2 separate regions of the Mus musculus genome follow, and region 1 is linked to region 2. A link is a contact called in public promoter capture Hi-C data. All regions are on one chromosome and are shown on one strand. Each heading gives the region's core, a stretch centred on a gene start, on an enhancer-like site or on the middle of the called end of the contact. The rest is flanking DNA. Distances are from core to core; before and after follow the strand shown. Region 1 overlaps Dlc1 (deleted in liver cancer 1). Region 2 overlaps Dlc1 (deleted in liver cancer 1).

Evidence for each region. Capture Hi-C pulls out chosen DNA fragments and counts their contacts.
Region 1: a contact with region 2 is called in a promoter capture Hi-C map of adipose tissue. The contact joins two enhancer-like sites. A contact is called at or near these places in 8 of 484 Hi-C or Micro-C datasets (the C2C12 cell line, the G1E-ER4 cell line, embryonic fibroblasts and 2 more), 7 of 115 datasets of contacts at active chromatin or transcription factors (VIP interneurons, craniofacial prominence, embryonic fibroblasts and 4 more) and 2 of 9 other capture datasets (adipose tissue and pancreatic islet).

The regions. Positions count from the first base shown.
Region 1 is chr8:36,750,987-36,758,274 of GRCm38.p6, forward strand. The region is part of intron 5 of Dlc1 (deleted in liver cancer 1); the gene reads right to left. Among named protein-coding and RNA genes, the nearest start is that of Dlc1, 200 kb to the right of the region's middle. Within about 2 kb of position 5,460, at least 26 of the 459 cell types and tissues checked have an H3K27ac peak or open chromatin away from gene starts, as enhancers often do. A contact at or near this core is called in adipose tissue, where this site is marked.
Region 2 is chr8:36,613,257-36,620,586 of GRCm38.p6, forward strand. All of the region lies in intron 5 of Dlc1 (deleted in liver cancer 1), which reads right to left. Among named protein-coding and RNA genes, the nearest start is that of Trmt9b, 160 kb to the left of the region's middle. Within about 2 kb of position 4,700, at least 12 of the 459 cell types and tissues checked have an H3K27ac peak or open chromatin away from gene starts, as enhancers often do. A contact at or near this core is called in adipose tissue, where this site is marked.

The DNA of each region.
Region 1 (7,288 bases), core at 4,210-6,709, 140 kb after region 2:
TTCAGCACCTAAAAGAAGTTACCAATCCCTGACAAGCGTTGGAGGGGCTTAAATGTATATCACTCAGTGCCCCATGTCATCATGTCCTTTGTTTTGACTTGACCAAAGGAATATCACACTTTGAACCATGCTCCCCACTCAATATTGCTGTGCTCCCCACTCAATATTGCTGTGCTCCCCACTCAATATTGCTGTGCTTCCCGCCCAGTACTGCTCTCAACTTAAAACTGCAGTGGAAAAAGAAGTGCTCCTTTATTACCTCAGCTCCTTCTCGGTGCCCAGCACCGTATTCAGTAATGTTTCAAATGATAATTTGGAGGCTAATTTTGATATCTTGGATAATATGCAAAAGTAGGGTAAACAAAACAATCAAGCCATATCACAACCCATCTAGGATGAGGGACATAAACAGCTGGTATAGGGAAAGTCTGCATACTACAGCTGTAACATTCCCAACAGTGTGAAATTAATTTGGGCATGGGTTATGATAGGAGATGTCACAGAGAATCCACAGCAAGTCTTTGGAGGGACAGAGAAGAGAATTTCTAGGAGGGAAACACAAGTCTGAAGGCCATGGCAGATGGAGAAGATTCAGGGGAAGAAAAAAAATCTGAAGTTGTTACCATGGCAACAGCAGAAGGCACATGTTAAAAGAGGAAGGTCAGAAAGGAAGGGTAAGGCCAGGTTATGGAAAAATGGATTCATCAGCTCAGGCATCTTGGCATTTAGGCATTTGATGAATCCACAGTTTGACCCTGGGTCCCTTAGGAGCTGCACTGAGTCTTGGCTCTTCTTTCCCTCTGATGCAGGACACAGGCAGGCACCTCTCAAGCAGGGAAGCTAGATAATTAAGGAAATGTTTACCTGCTGAGCATCTGTTCACAGTGCAGGCATGCTGTTCTTTAACCCAGACTATCATTTAGGAACACATACCAACTCAAGCACCTGCTACACTACTGGTCTCAGAAGTACAGGAAAAAAAAAAGATGTCTCCTTTCAGGAAATCACAGGACAGTGGTACACATACCTGATGAATACACCCAAGCAAAGCACAGACTTAAAGATAGGAAGACTAAAGAAGCCAGGAGCCGGGCTGTTGTCCCTCACTCACCCTTCCTTAAATCCATAAAAAGAATGGAATTAATCTTCCCATTAAGGGGAATATTACAACATGAGCCAATGGGAGTCACTGGGATGTGTTTTCTACGAAAGCCCGTGGTTGACAAATTTTGAAAGCAAACACATTGCCCTGCAGTGATTGGTGAATGAGGCTCCTTAGTGACTATTCCGGTTAGGCAGAACGTGTGGAACTCTATCGTTTCTACCTGGCTACATTAATTAAGACAAAATAGATTCCCTTATCCAGGATCCATTCTTCCTGTGATTAATTTTCCAGACAGTCTGCACTCAATATCAAGAGGAACACCAGCTTTTAATTGGGCATCAGTTAATTCATTTTTTTTTAAATGACAACTCATGATTTTGCTCTTAGACCATGTACCAAAGTCCTGTCTTAATCCTTCAACACAAATGGTCATTAACCCAGTGGAAGAGATGCTGATTTCAAACTCTTGCCAACAGAAAAACAAATTAAAGTTATTATAGGCAATAGATATTAATTAAGGGAAGAATGCATAGGTCATTTCATCTCCAAAAGGTCAAGGTCATTTTTTTTTTGTTATGTGTAACTTCCAAATTAAATGCACCTTCCAGAGAGATCACAGTCAATATATAACTACCTGTGTGTATCTCTCTATATTCATATCATTAATGAAACTACTGAATCACTGCCCATGTGTGAGAAATTCTACAGAGGCAGTTAAAGAGCACCCAAGAAAAGATCATTGCAAGTTAAACTCAATGAACGTTCTTCTTTTGTTTTCTAAATAACGTGGAAACAAAGGTGCCTTTTGTATTGATCATTCTTCAAGAAAGATGAGTGATGTGTTAATTTTTCTGTAGCTGAAATGCTGGTAGCAGTTGTTCTGGTTAGCTTTCTGTCAGGTTGGCATCATTAGAGTTATTTCAGAAGAAGGAACTACAGCTGAGAAGATGGCTTCATCTGTCTGTCCTGCAGGCAAGACTGCGAAGCATCTTCTTAGTTATTGATTAATGTGGCAGGGTCTAGACCATTATGTGTGATGCTACCCATGAACTGGTAGTCCTAGATGTATAAAAATATATACTGAGCAATTCAGGAGGAGCAAGCCAATAAGCATTACTACTTCATGGCCTGTACACCATCTCCTGCTTCCACTAGGTTCATACCTTCAGTTCCTGCCTTATCTGTTCATAGTAAACTGTGTCTTGGAATATGTAAGCCAAACACACCTTTTCTTCTTTCCAAGTTGTTTTTCCCCTACCCCTCACCCCCACCAGTCCCAGCAACAGAAAGCAAAATGAGTGTGGTGGTTTGAATAGGTTTGACCCCCCCCACAGGCTCATGTGTTTTTATGCTTGGCCCATGGGGAGTACCATTATTAGGAGGTGTGGTCTTGTTGGAAATGTGTCCCTGTGGAGTTGTCTTTGAGGTTTCCTATGCTCAAGCTCCACCCAGCATGGAAAACAGTCTTCTTCTGCTGCCTGCAGATCAAGATGTAGAACTCTCAGCTCCTTTTCCAGCCCCATGTCTGCCTTGACTCTGCCATGCTTTTTGCCATGATGATAATGGACTGAACCTCTGAAACTGTAAGCCAACCCCAGTTAAATGTCTTCTTTTATAAGAGTTGCTTTGGTCATGGTGTCTCTCACAGGAATGGGAACCCTAACTGAGACAGTAAGACACTGATTAAAACACTGAAGTACAAAACTCTTCCCTCTGCCCATGTTGGTAGTACTCAGTTACCTCTTCATGTCACCAATAGCCAGTCCTTCCCAGAAGAGGAGTACAATGTCCACGAACTTTTTCAGAAAAGAAATATTAACTTTGTCAAATACCACGAAATGTCCTGCTTATCAATATCCTGGCAATTAACCGACTTCCCACAGGAACCTCTTGGTTTGCCAAATAAGCAGACTTTTCCAAAAATATTTTTAATGCATTTGCTCTGTGTGGGATGCCATGCTGTATGTCAGAGATGAAATGGGAGGCATGACTTTTCATCATTGTGACAATAACTATAAAGGCAATTTAGATGGAGGGGGGACTGATTTTGGTTCATGCTTTTAGAGACTACACTCCAAGGTCAGTTTTATCTATTGCTTTGACCCAGGAATGAGATGGAATCTCAGGATGGTGGAAGCTTGTGGTGGAGAGTGACTCAGATCATGGCATCTATGAAAAAGAGGAGACAAAATGTGGCCAAGGTAAGGAATACCCTTCAGTGGCGTGCCTCCAGTGACCAACGTCTTCTTAACCAGGACCCTGAATTCCACAGTTCTACTATCTTCCAAGAGTCTCCTAAAATTTCGAATGTGTTAATGGATTGAACCATTGATTAGGTCAGAGCCCTCATGATCCAATCATGTCTACAACCCCCTCATAGATACATAGAGTCCTGCTTTGCTGCATCTCTATAAGATGCTACAGTCATCTCTCTTTCATTTAAGTTTCCAATTATGTTAGAAGGAGCTTTATAAATTCATAGACAGAAGTACATCTTAAGAATCACTAAATACTGAAAGAAGAATATAACAAAGTAGGACCTTCAGCTGTAAAGAGCTGGGGGGAGAATATGAAGCAGACAGAACTTAATAGAAAATACCTATCAGTATTGGTTGAAATATAATGGAGAAAAATAGCTATAATAAAATTGTTTTTACTTAATTAGCAATATGCTAAAAATAGAAGATAAGAAATATTTAAAAACTGTATTTCAAAATATTCCGTAGTCAAGAATTTGGCATTTAAGACACACACACACACACACACACACACACACACACACACACACACACACACACAGAGAGAGAGAGAGAGACAGAGACAGAGACACACACAGACACATATGTTAAAGAAATTCCTGATACCTGGAAGCTAATGTGATTCTTCTCAATAGCCCACTCAAACACAGCCAACAGTTTACAGTAGATTTGAGAGAAACTGTGGAGTTATGTGTGGGCATACCCTAAATTCTTTCCTCATAAGAAAGCAGGAAAGTAGAGACCATAAAACTTAAAAAAAAATAATGCTGCAAGTGAGTATTTATATGCTATTTGTATAAAAGTAGTTTAAGTCACTTTTCTGAGAGTGAAAGTGGAAAGGGCATTTGGAACTTTGACTAGAGCTGAGCCCAGCCAGATAGAGACAATTTTTAGATCACATGGACACTGGGCAAGCAGCTAAGGGTCTTAGGAAGAACTTCACTTAGAACTAGAAGATCATACAGTGGGCTTTGACAGCATCACAGAGATTTAAGCAATTGAAGATTTAAATATATTTTCAATATATTCATGTATTTACTAAACATCAAACACTTAGAGTAATGCCAGGCACTAGGATACAGAGCTGAATAAAACAAATTTCTGTCTTTTAAGATGCTTGTAGTTTATTTGGTACAGGGGACAGAAATTAAACTAATGCTATTGGTATTAAGCTGGAGACAGGAAACAGTGACGTTTTGCAAAGAATTCTGAAATTGGGTGGCCCTTTTATTTTCTTCCAATCAAAGTTAGTTTGCAGATTCTCACACTGATAACTGGTAACAACTATCTCTAATAATCAGACCAGGAAAAGGGCAAGTGTCTTTTTATTTTAGTTTTTTTTGGGGGGGGGAAATGGTTGTCTTTTAAAAATGTTTTCATCTCCATTTCCCTTTTTACTGATCAAAGTAAAATGCCAAGGAAATGAATACCAAATGTCACCCAGTCCGGGTTTTGTTCTCTACTGTGTTTACAAGGAGTGTGGATCGAAATGACGGAAACCTGAGATTTCTCTTCTCGCCCCTTTGTCAAAAAGCAGTGTTTGTTTGCTTGTTTGTTTTCTGCTTTGCTCGCTACACTAAGTTTGCAGAGAGTGCGGCTCCACTCTATCGTTTTGAAAGATAGCTTTCACAGGAGTTTCAGGCTGAATTATTCATTATCTTGATTTCTAGCATTTTCATGGCCCACCAAATAACCTCAAGGCAGGAGAACAAACATTCTATGAAACACAACCAAGGACTCCAGCCAAAGTTAGATTCTAAGTCATTTTCCTCATTGGTACCCTTCGATCATTCGTGTGGGGTACATCTCCAGCTATTGCTGCTACTGCTAATCAATTACTTGGTTGAGATACTTGGCAGCTGTGGAGAAAAGTAGGGGCAAAGGAGGAAGGAGAGAGAAAGTTAAACACCAATTTTAGAAGAGTGTTAACTCTCATCACTGTTAGTGAACTGGAAGTCTTTTTCTGATTATAGTGGTTTGATTAAACAGGACACAACACCCGAAAGGAAGCTGATTTTTCTAGTTTCATGGGACACAAAGACAGCATTGTTGACTAAGACAGGCCTGGGGAGGAGGAAAAGAGGATAAGTAGGCAAGATAAGGAACTGCAGCAGAAAGCACACAGCCTGTTCCCAGGAGCAGAGACCGAGGGCTGGCTCTGCCTGCATAATGATTCATTATGGAGGTGATAGTTCTGTCGGATCTAATAAACTGCAACAGATTAGCAGATAGTGCCATGTTGGCTAACCACAACGGGCACAGACGACTGTGTGAGCTGACAGAAGGTGTTTTGAGATTGGATTTTAGCATGAGACACTTCACCACAAACTGCAGTATTCTTCACGTGCATCCTGAGAGATCATTTTAGTCACTAAGTTGTTTCTATTTTCTGAGCTACTTCATGCTTCTGTAATACCAACATTCAAACTCACTGGTATAAATATATTTCTCCTCCACCGGATCTAATGTAAATATTTTTATTCGTAATGAAGAAAAACAACCTTTATCTTTTTTTTTTTCCAAATTGGACATCTTTCAGTTTCTAACTTAGTTCTTATTTACCATCCCTATTTTATTTATTTATTTATTTATTTATTTATTTATTTATTTATTTATTTAAATAAGAAAACATTTAGCCATGCAGTAGTGGCACACACCTTTAATCCCAGCACTTGGGAGGCAGAGGCAGGCGGATTTCTGAGTTCGAGGCCAGCATGGTCTACAAAGTGAGTTCCAGGAGAGCCAGGGCTATACAGAGAAACCCTGTCTCAAAAACAAACAAACAAACAAACAAACAAAAAACAAAAAACAGAAACAAAACCAAACAAACAACCCCCCCCAAGACCCCCCAAAACAAAAAACCATTTATATGTCACATCAAGGCAAAAGGAGAGAGATAAAAAAATTATCAGGCATTCTCTGGTTGGATGTGGTGACTCTAGTTAGATCTACCAACCAATCAACCATCCACACATCCACACATCCACCCAAAGGCATAGAGAGAAAAAATATATATATAAAATTTTCATATATATATAACAATGAAGTTCCTAGTGGGAAACAAGTGCCTTAGATTCAGTTGCATGGAGTTTAATTAAAGAATATTATAAAAGCCATAGTAAGTGTACTGGCTTTTGTGTCAACTTGACACAGCTGGAGTTATCACAGAGAAAGGAGCTTCAGTTGAGGAAATGCCTCCATGAGATCCAACTGTAAGGCATTTTCTCAATTAGTGATCAAGGGGGAAAGGCCCCTTGTGGGTGGTGCCATCTCTGGGCTGGTAGTCTTGGGTTCTATAAGAGAGCAGGCTGAGTAAGCCAGGAGAGGCAGGCTAGTAAAGAACATCCCTCCATGGCCTCTGCATCAGCTCCTGCTCCCTGCCCTGCTTGAGTTCCAGTCCTGACTTCCTTTGGTGATGAACAGCAGCATGGAAGTGTAAGCCGAATAAACCCTTTCCTCCCCAACTTGCTTCTTGGTCATGATGTTTTGTCCGGAATAGAAACCCTGACTAAAACAGTAAGGATCTGGGGAGATGCTCAATGGTTAAGAGCTATGCCTCTCCTGCAGAAGATTCAAATTTGATGAGGTTTGCAGGGTAGCTCGAAGGTGTCTGTCACTCCAGCTCCAGGGGATCCAAACCCTGGCCTCTGAGGACATGTGCACATACCCCAAAACACAGACACACATCTACATATCATTAAAATAAATCTGTAAAAAGCAGGGAGACCAGTTCTGGACAGTATTGAAGAATTCCATTGAAAAGTAGAGGATCCAGTGAGAGGGATGGCAGAGAGAGTTCAAGCTGAGGAGGAGCTGACAGGACCTCGTGCAACATAAGAGCAGGCAGGAATAGCTGGATACTCTGTGAGTCTGGTTTCTGGGTAGACAGGATCCAATAACAGTACCGGAATGAGTATACAGGGTG
Region 2 (7,330 bases), core at 3,450-5,949:
GCCCGAGGCCAGAAGGAATAGTATGAGTCTAAGTCACCCGGACGCCAGTCCCCAGTCCCCAGGCAATACATGGTCAAGGGACATGACCCGGTGTTAAACTCTCCAACAAACCCTGACCCAAGCTGCTTAAGCACACACGTTCTACTAACGAAAGCCTGGGGCTCCTCCTCTGCAAGCGTGTCAAAACACACAATCACAACACGGACTTGGCAGGGCAGCGTGACAAGTCCTCCTCACCCGGATCCCCTCAGCAGTTGACCCCAGCCAGACTAGTCCAACAACAAGGCACAAGTCCATCTTACGTGTTAGGATCATGGTGTCCGGCTCGTCTCTACACATTAAGGTCGGCGCAGGGCGGCGGGAGCGCACTGGGAACGTCGAGGCTGCCAGAAGTAATCGGGATCCCACGTCGGGACCCACGGTGGCAGCCGGGACGCGAGCCTCTCGCGGTCGTCAGCACATCCTGGTTCGCAGCTTCCTTACGCTTCGCCCCAGCTCGGGCAAAATCGTGGGTTTTAGATTGCCACCGCGAAGGGAGCGCTCTCAGGGAGCGGGGCACGGAGCTGGGGAGCCGTGGCTCCAACAGCGAGGACGCACAGCCATGGCTCAGGCTGGAGCGCACCGCCCTCCACCCAAACGCTGAAGTGCTCTGCTCTCTGCGCGCCCTAGGGGCCGCGCCTTCCTACTGAGCCCGCCCCCGGGGGCGGGATTCACGTTGCGGCCTCGGGCTGTGCTCTGACTCCACCCACCGCACACCAGGCCCCGCCCAAAGCTCGCCCAGGTCCCGCCCCACGCCTCCTTCCCCCTTTCCTGGAATGTTTTCCCAGGGTCTGCACTTTTGCGGCGGCGGGAAGCGCCTAAAAGTCGCCAACTACTGGCCTCTGGGGTAAAGGCAAAAGCTTGGAGGCTTTAGCTGAGTGCAGAGATCCGGGCCTCGTGCTCAATTTCCCCTCTGCCTTTTCTTGCGTGGTTTTGTGTACGCGCAGCCTCTCATTCCAGTTGGCATCACAAAAAAACTTGCGCGGAGTGCGGAGGTTAAAGATAGATCGCTTGGTCAGAAAATAGGGAAAAGAAGTATCGGGACTTTGGGGGCACCCATTTCTTGCTAAAGCCTGCAAGAGTAAAGAGTTTGTGAGGATTAAACACAGCTGTGGAAGCTTTCCCCAGCACGTGGGGAGAGTCAGTATACCGCGTGCGCAGCTCTATCCAGTATATTTCTAACTGGTATTTGTACTATGGTCACAGCTCTTAGAATTGCTCACGAACTGGCCCTAGCCTGCAGGTTTATGATCTCAGATGCTGATCATTTTTTTTTTCCCACAGGCTCAAATGATTCTCCGGCAGCTTAGTTGCCGGCTCCTTATGTCATCAGAAGCCCCATTTTTGAAACTTGGGACAGAATATAATCAGTGGAAGGTGTTTAAAAGTCCACATCAATTTTCATAAAAATTTACCTTGGAGTAAGTTGGTGCTTTTTGTGTGTGTTACTTTAACTGATGGAAACGCATTCATTCAGCACCGAGAGTGTTTACTATGGGCAAAATGGTTTCTCCTCTGGAGCATACAACAGCCAGCAAAAGGGACCCATAGCCCTGTCCTGGAGTTGGCTTCTTCCCAGGGAAGCTTTTGCAATAAGCAAAAGAAATAGGTGGAAAACATGTAGTCTGTTGAGAGACTACAACAGGCAACAGGAGAATTGGGGCTGAGTTTATTCTTACGTCAGGCTAAACACAAATAGAAAAGTAGATTCCCTTAGATTTGAAAATGGATTGATTTCATAGTCATGTGCTAGCTTACAGACAAGCCTCTCCCCTCTTACAACAATGGTACCCCAACTTACCACACTGGAATTCCTTAGTTTGGAGGGTACATTCAGCCTCATTGAGGCAGATCGGTGTTGCCAGGGTATTTACCTGCAGGCAAATGCTGGAGACCCAAAGGCAGTGCAGGGTGCATGTGGCCCCTGCCTGCCAGGAGACTACAGACTGGGAAGCAAGGGGGTGAATGGAAATGAGGGACTGTTGAGGGCCCAGGAAGTGAAGACCTTGATAGCCCAAGAAGATGAAGTTGCCGCCTGAAGTGTGGATGCTGGAGGAACTGTGGACTCATCCACAATTAGCATCCCCACCTGGTACTCACATCTCTGAATGCACTAGGGCCTCATTCTAAGTCGCATATAATTTGCATATAGCTTATGCACACTCTCCCAGATACTTTTTAAATAATTATTATCGTATTGATAACTCTTAGAGTATGAAATACATTGTAAGCACTATGTAGATTTGTCTATGTTCAGTATAGACACATTTATTTTTCCTCCTAATACTTTCTCTTTGCATGATTAGGCATAGAATTTAGGATAGAGCTAGTCATATGCCCTTCCACTGAGCTACACCCCTATCCCCAGCACCTACTTTCAATTTAAAAATTATTATTATTACTATTACTACTGCTGCTATTATTGTTATTGTTGTTGTTGTGTGTGATGTGCATACAGACACACACACATGCTACGGTGTGTGTGGAGGTCTGAGGCCAATTTTATGTTTATTCTCTCCACTTTTACATGAATTTGAAGGATCAAATTCAAGTCATCAGGCCTGCCTGGTGTCTCGGTTTGTATCGCTGTTGCTGTGATAGAAACACAAAACCAACTAAGGGGAAGAAAGTGTTATTTCACCTTGCAGCTTACAGTCCATCAAGAAAGGAAATACAGGCAGGAACACAGAAGCAGGAACTAAAGTGGAGGCCATGGACGAATGGTGTGTCCTTGCTTGCCCATGGCTTGCTCAGCCTGCCTTATTACATAGTCCAAAGATACCTGCCCGGTAGTGGCACTGCCCACAGTGGTTTGGGCCCTCCTGTATCAATCACCAGTCAAAAGAATGCACACAGGCTAGCCAATCGGATGGAGGTGGTTTCTCGGATGACTGTAGCTTGTGTTGCGTTGACAAGTGCCTTTACCTACTGAATTACTTCATAGATTCTCCAGTATTTTATAACCTTCTCCATAAGTTGCCTAGGCTGGCCTTGAACTCACTTGGTAGCCTCAACAGACTTTAAGCTTCTGATTCTCCTGCCTGGGCCTCTCAGGTAACTGAGATCATGGGCCTAAGCCACCTGGCCCTGAACATTATCCATCAGTGGCGATCTGAGTCCCTGGACCAGAAACTGTAGAATTGGTAGCCCACTGTCTTATCAAATGGCAGGTCAAATCTGAACAAGAAAGTCCTATCTCAAATGTTCAGAAGGAAATGAAGGCAAAGCAGAACAAAGCCTCAACTGTAACCTTTTTGTACAAGAGGAGCCCTGGCTAGCTGGGGGAAGGGAGGGCTGGCGAAGCCATCAAGAGTATGGACAGACAATGCCATTTGGGGATGAAGGAGGATCCCCAAGCCAGCTCAGAGTCCGCTTCTGCTCACTTAGCATTCCACTCCTCACCACGGGCTTCATTTGTCTGTCTAGGGCAGCTGACCTTAAACTGCATTCGTCTGCTGAGCCGCATGAACTGAGATTTGATCTTAAGCACTGGACTCTTGAGAGGCAGGCTTCGCTGTGCAGCGGGGAGCATTTTCCATGGTCACGGAAAGCGTTTTTCATACGTTAAGAATAGATATCCCCTGCAAGAGCTGGGGAGATGGCTCAAAGGGCCAAGTCACTCTGTGCAAATATGAAGACCTGCTTAGGATCCCAGCATCCAGATCAAAAGCCAGAAAAGGGGAGTGTTTTAGTAACCACAGCATGGAGAGACTGGAGCTTGCTGGTTATGTAACCAGTCTAACTAGATCAGTGAGTTCTGGTCCCAGGAAGGGAGATAATAACTGAGGAAGACACTTGCCACTGACCCCTGACCTCCGGACAGTGGGTGTACACACAAACTCATATGTACACATACATCACATACACAAAGAAAAAAGATTCCTCCACAGATTAGATTAGGTATTTGTAGAGGTAGGTTGTTGTCATTAAATTATCAATTCCTAGTTACAAAGGTTTAAAATATTAAGACTCTTTATAACGGCCTGTGCCGTTCACCTCTGAGGCAAGTATCATCTACTCAGAGACTACCCACAGCAGCATCCAGCAATCTCTATATAGGGTTGTTTCCTAAGGACTGTGGGATTACTAAGGAAAAAAAAACCTCATAGCTAGCTCCTCTAATGCGTAGCAGACTAGAAGAGCTATTCTCTATGATAATGGGTTCCTGCTCTATCTTAATGATTGAACTTAGCTATTACTGACGTTGTCCAAGGACATCCCTTGGGTTTCATCCCACCACTGCATGATAGAAACGGAACACAACCTGAAAGGCTCACCTGTGTGATGCTAGCCACTGAGGGAATCCTCAGTGAGACAGTGCAAGCTGGGCTGCCCAGAGCCCCTCTGAGAGGAGAGCTGCCAGGAGCTAGACAGACATCTTGCCCTTTAAGAGCACACACTGCTCTTACAGAAAGCCTGAACTGAGTTCCTAGCACCCACGCAGGGCAGGTCATAACTACCTGTAAACCCACCTCCTGGAGGTCTAACGCCTCTGTTTGCAGAGGACACTGCCACATATCTCCCCTCCCCCGTATTTTAATAACATGCATCATTAAATCCTGGCCAAAATAATTCTTAAGAGAAGAGAGGGCAGGGGGAGGGCAGAGAGAAGAAGGCTGCTGGTCCAGTACTCGCTGTTTGGCATGTGCTATCAGAACAACCCCAGTGCACTGGGTAAAATGTCAAAAGCTCTGTCCTCCCCACAGTCTCCCTTTCCTTTGCCTTCTTTGCTATGCTGATAATCAAACCAACCGCTTCTGCATGCCAGGAAAGCTCTCCACCGCTGAGCTACACCACCTTTCCCGTTTATGTATGTTAGTGCCAAGGCTTCCACCATTTAGATGCTAGAAACGAATTTTAAAAATAAAAATAAAAATCTGAAGCTATCCACAACAATTTCAACTTTGGGCTTCATTTATCCCTGGGGCAATTAGTTTAAACCTCTGGTCTAGTGATAGAAGCCAAATAATCTCTGGAAATTTCTTTGCCTCCCTTAGGACCAGCGGTCTCCTCTGTGCTTGGAAAATGTTGTAATGCAATTTGTGCTCAATGGAACATTGTGAAATGACTGGAGAATAATTTTGATTTGTAATGCTCAAAGGAAATATGACAAAGGGAAAATATTGAAAATAATGTTAGCGGTTTTCAATTAAAGGGGCATAATTCAATTGGAAACCCAATGGATGTCCTGAAATATTTATTTATTTATTTATTTATTTTTTAGCTCTAGTGACCCCCAATTTGGGATCTTCCTGATTCCTTCCCCTAACTGATATTTCACTTTTTAAGATGCTTTCAAAACAAAAGCGCTAAAAGGTTTATACTTTTAAAGATTTACCACAAGTAGCTGCCCTGTTCAGCTAGATCCGTTATTATAACTTTTAGACAATTCACATTCAGAATAGGGGGGAAGGCCAATTTATTCTTCTGGAAACATCTTTACATTATGAGGGGTACAGAGAGACTCTGTTCTTGTACAAATGATAGAAATATTCTCTTTTTGGGTAGCCATTTAAACCAAAGTATGAATCAGCCTAGGATGTGACATCTGTCATCCAAACATGTTTTTATTAAAGCCAGACAAAGGTAATGTAAAATAAAGGTGAGCGTCAAGAGGGGATCTGGAGAAGTTTCTTGGGGGGTGAAGTAGGGACAGACAAACTTGCAGAGATCAGTGGAATTCTTTCTTTTTCTATCTTCTTATTCTCTTCTTTTTTTCTCACCGAGATAGTAGAGATTGAGCCTGGATAAGCCTGACCAATACCCTACAGGTGAGCTGTATCTTTGCCTTCTTTTCAAGTGAAACAAAGGGGGGTAGGGGGTGGAGCACAGTCTCACCGCCTTGAGTAAGATGGCCCCTGAACTTGGGCTCCCATTGCCCCACGCCCTTGAATGGAATCACGGGATGCTCACTCTGCGGAAAGTCTGGGCGCACTGAGTTCTTGATGTGGATCTAATACTTCAATGAGTAGGCTTTCCCGGGATACTTAGCATATTTACAGTAGAATTTATTTGAAAGTCTAGTTTATCCGAAGGCTCAGTTGGGGCTTAGCCTAAGGCCTCACTGCTAGAAATGGCAGAGATGAGAACCCAACAGTGACACTCAGGCGCACGCCTCGGCCGCACCCCAATTTCACTTGATCTCTGCCAAGATGAATGTGGTTCTTTCATGTGGCCTCTGGCAACACAAAAATCAAGAACACGGCAAACAAAAATTGCAATTTTTTTTTTAACTCCATGTGAGCAACTAGGCTGCCTCTCCCACTGAATTAACCAAGTTAACTGTAGGCTTGGATGGTCTATTCTATTAGCGTGCTCTGATTATAATCCTTTTTTAGCTTGTCACACACAATTCTTTAAATGCTGGGGATGGGCTATGTTATTTTAGAAGCAAGTGGTATTTTATCTCTGTGATTTAATACAGGTTAAAAGGTTCATTGTGAAGAGTTAAGAAAATATGGAATATGTAAATGGAAAAAGTGAAGCTTGATAACTCAGGAACATAAGATAACTGATATATATTATACATGCCAGGCTCCCAGGCACACAAAATTGACATAATAGCATATATTTTGTTTCATTATGCAAATGTGTACTTATTTATTAAGACTGGAGCTCGTGTAGCTCAGGCTGTCCTTGAACTCAGTATGTAGCAAAGGATGTCTTTGGATTCCTTACTTTCCAGCCCTCATGTTCCAAGTAATGAGATGACAGGCATGAGCCACCATGCCAGGCTTCAGGCGGTGCTGTGGATCAGACCCCAGCTGTATATATCCTAGGTACAGCTGAGCTACACGCCCAGCCCCTATTGTGTGGTATTTAATTCACTTAACAAAGCTGATGAGTCGGCTCTGTGTAGTTACATTATATCATCTAATGGGCCTAGCAAGCAGTTAAGCAAGGCTGAGCTTTTTAGTTTTTCACTCTTATCTTGAATAGGCATTCTTAAATAATACAAATTTAATTAAGAGCAAAGATAATAATTTTATAAGTAAATTTACTTACTTTGAATTATGTGGGCAAATGATACTGTGGCATTTGATATCTATCTATCTATCTATCTATCTATCTATCTATCTATCTATCTATCTACCTACCTATCTATTTATCTATCATCTGTATATCATTTATCTATTGTTTATCTACCTATCACCTACTACCTACCTATCTACCTATCTCGTATTATCTGTCTTTCTACATTGTCTTCCAGAATCCTTCCTTCCTTTCTTTCTTTCTTTCTTTCTTTCTTTCTTTCTTTCTTTCTTTCTTTCTTTCTTTCTTTCTTTCTTTC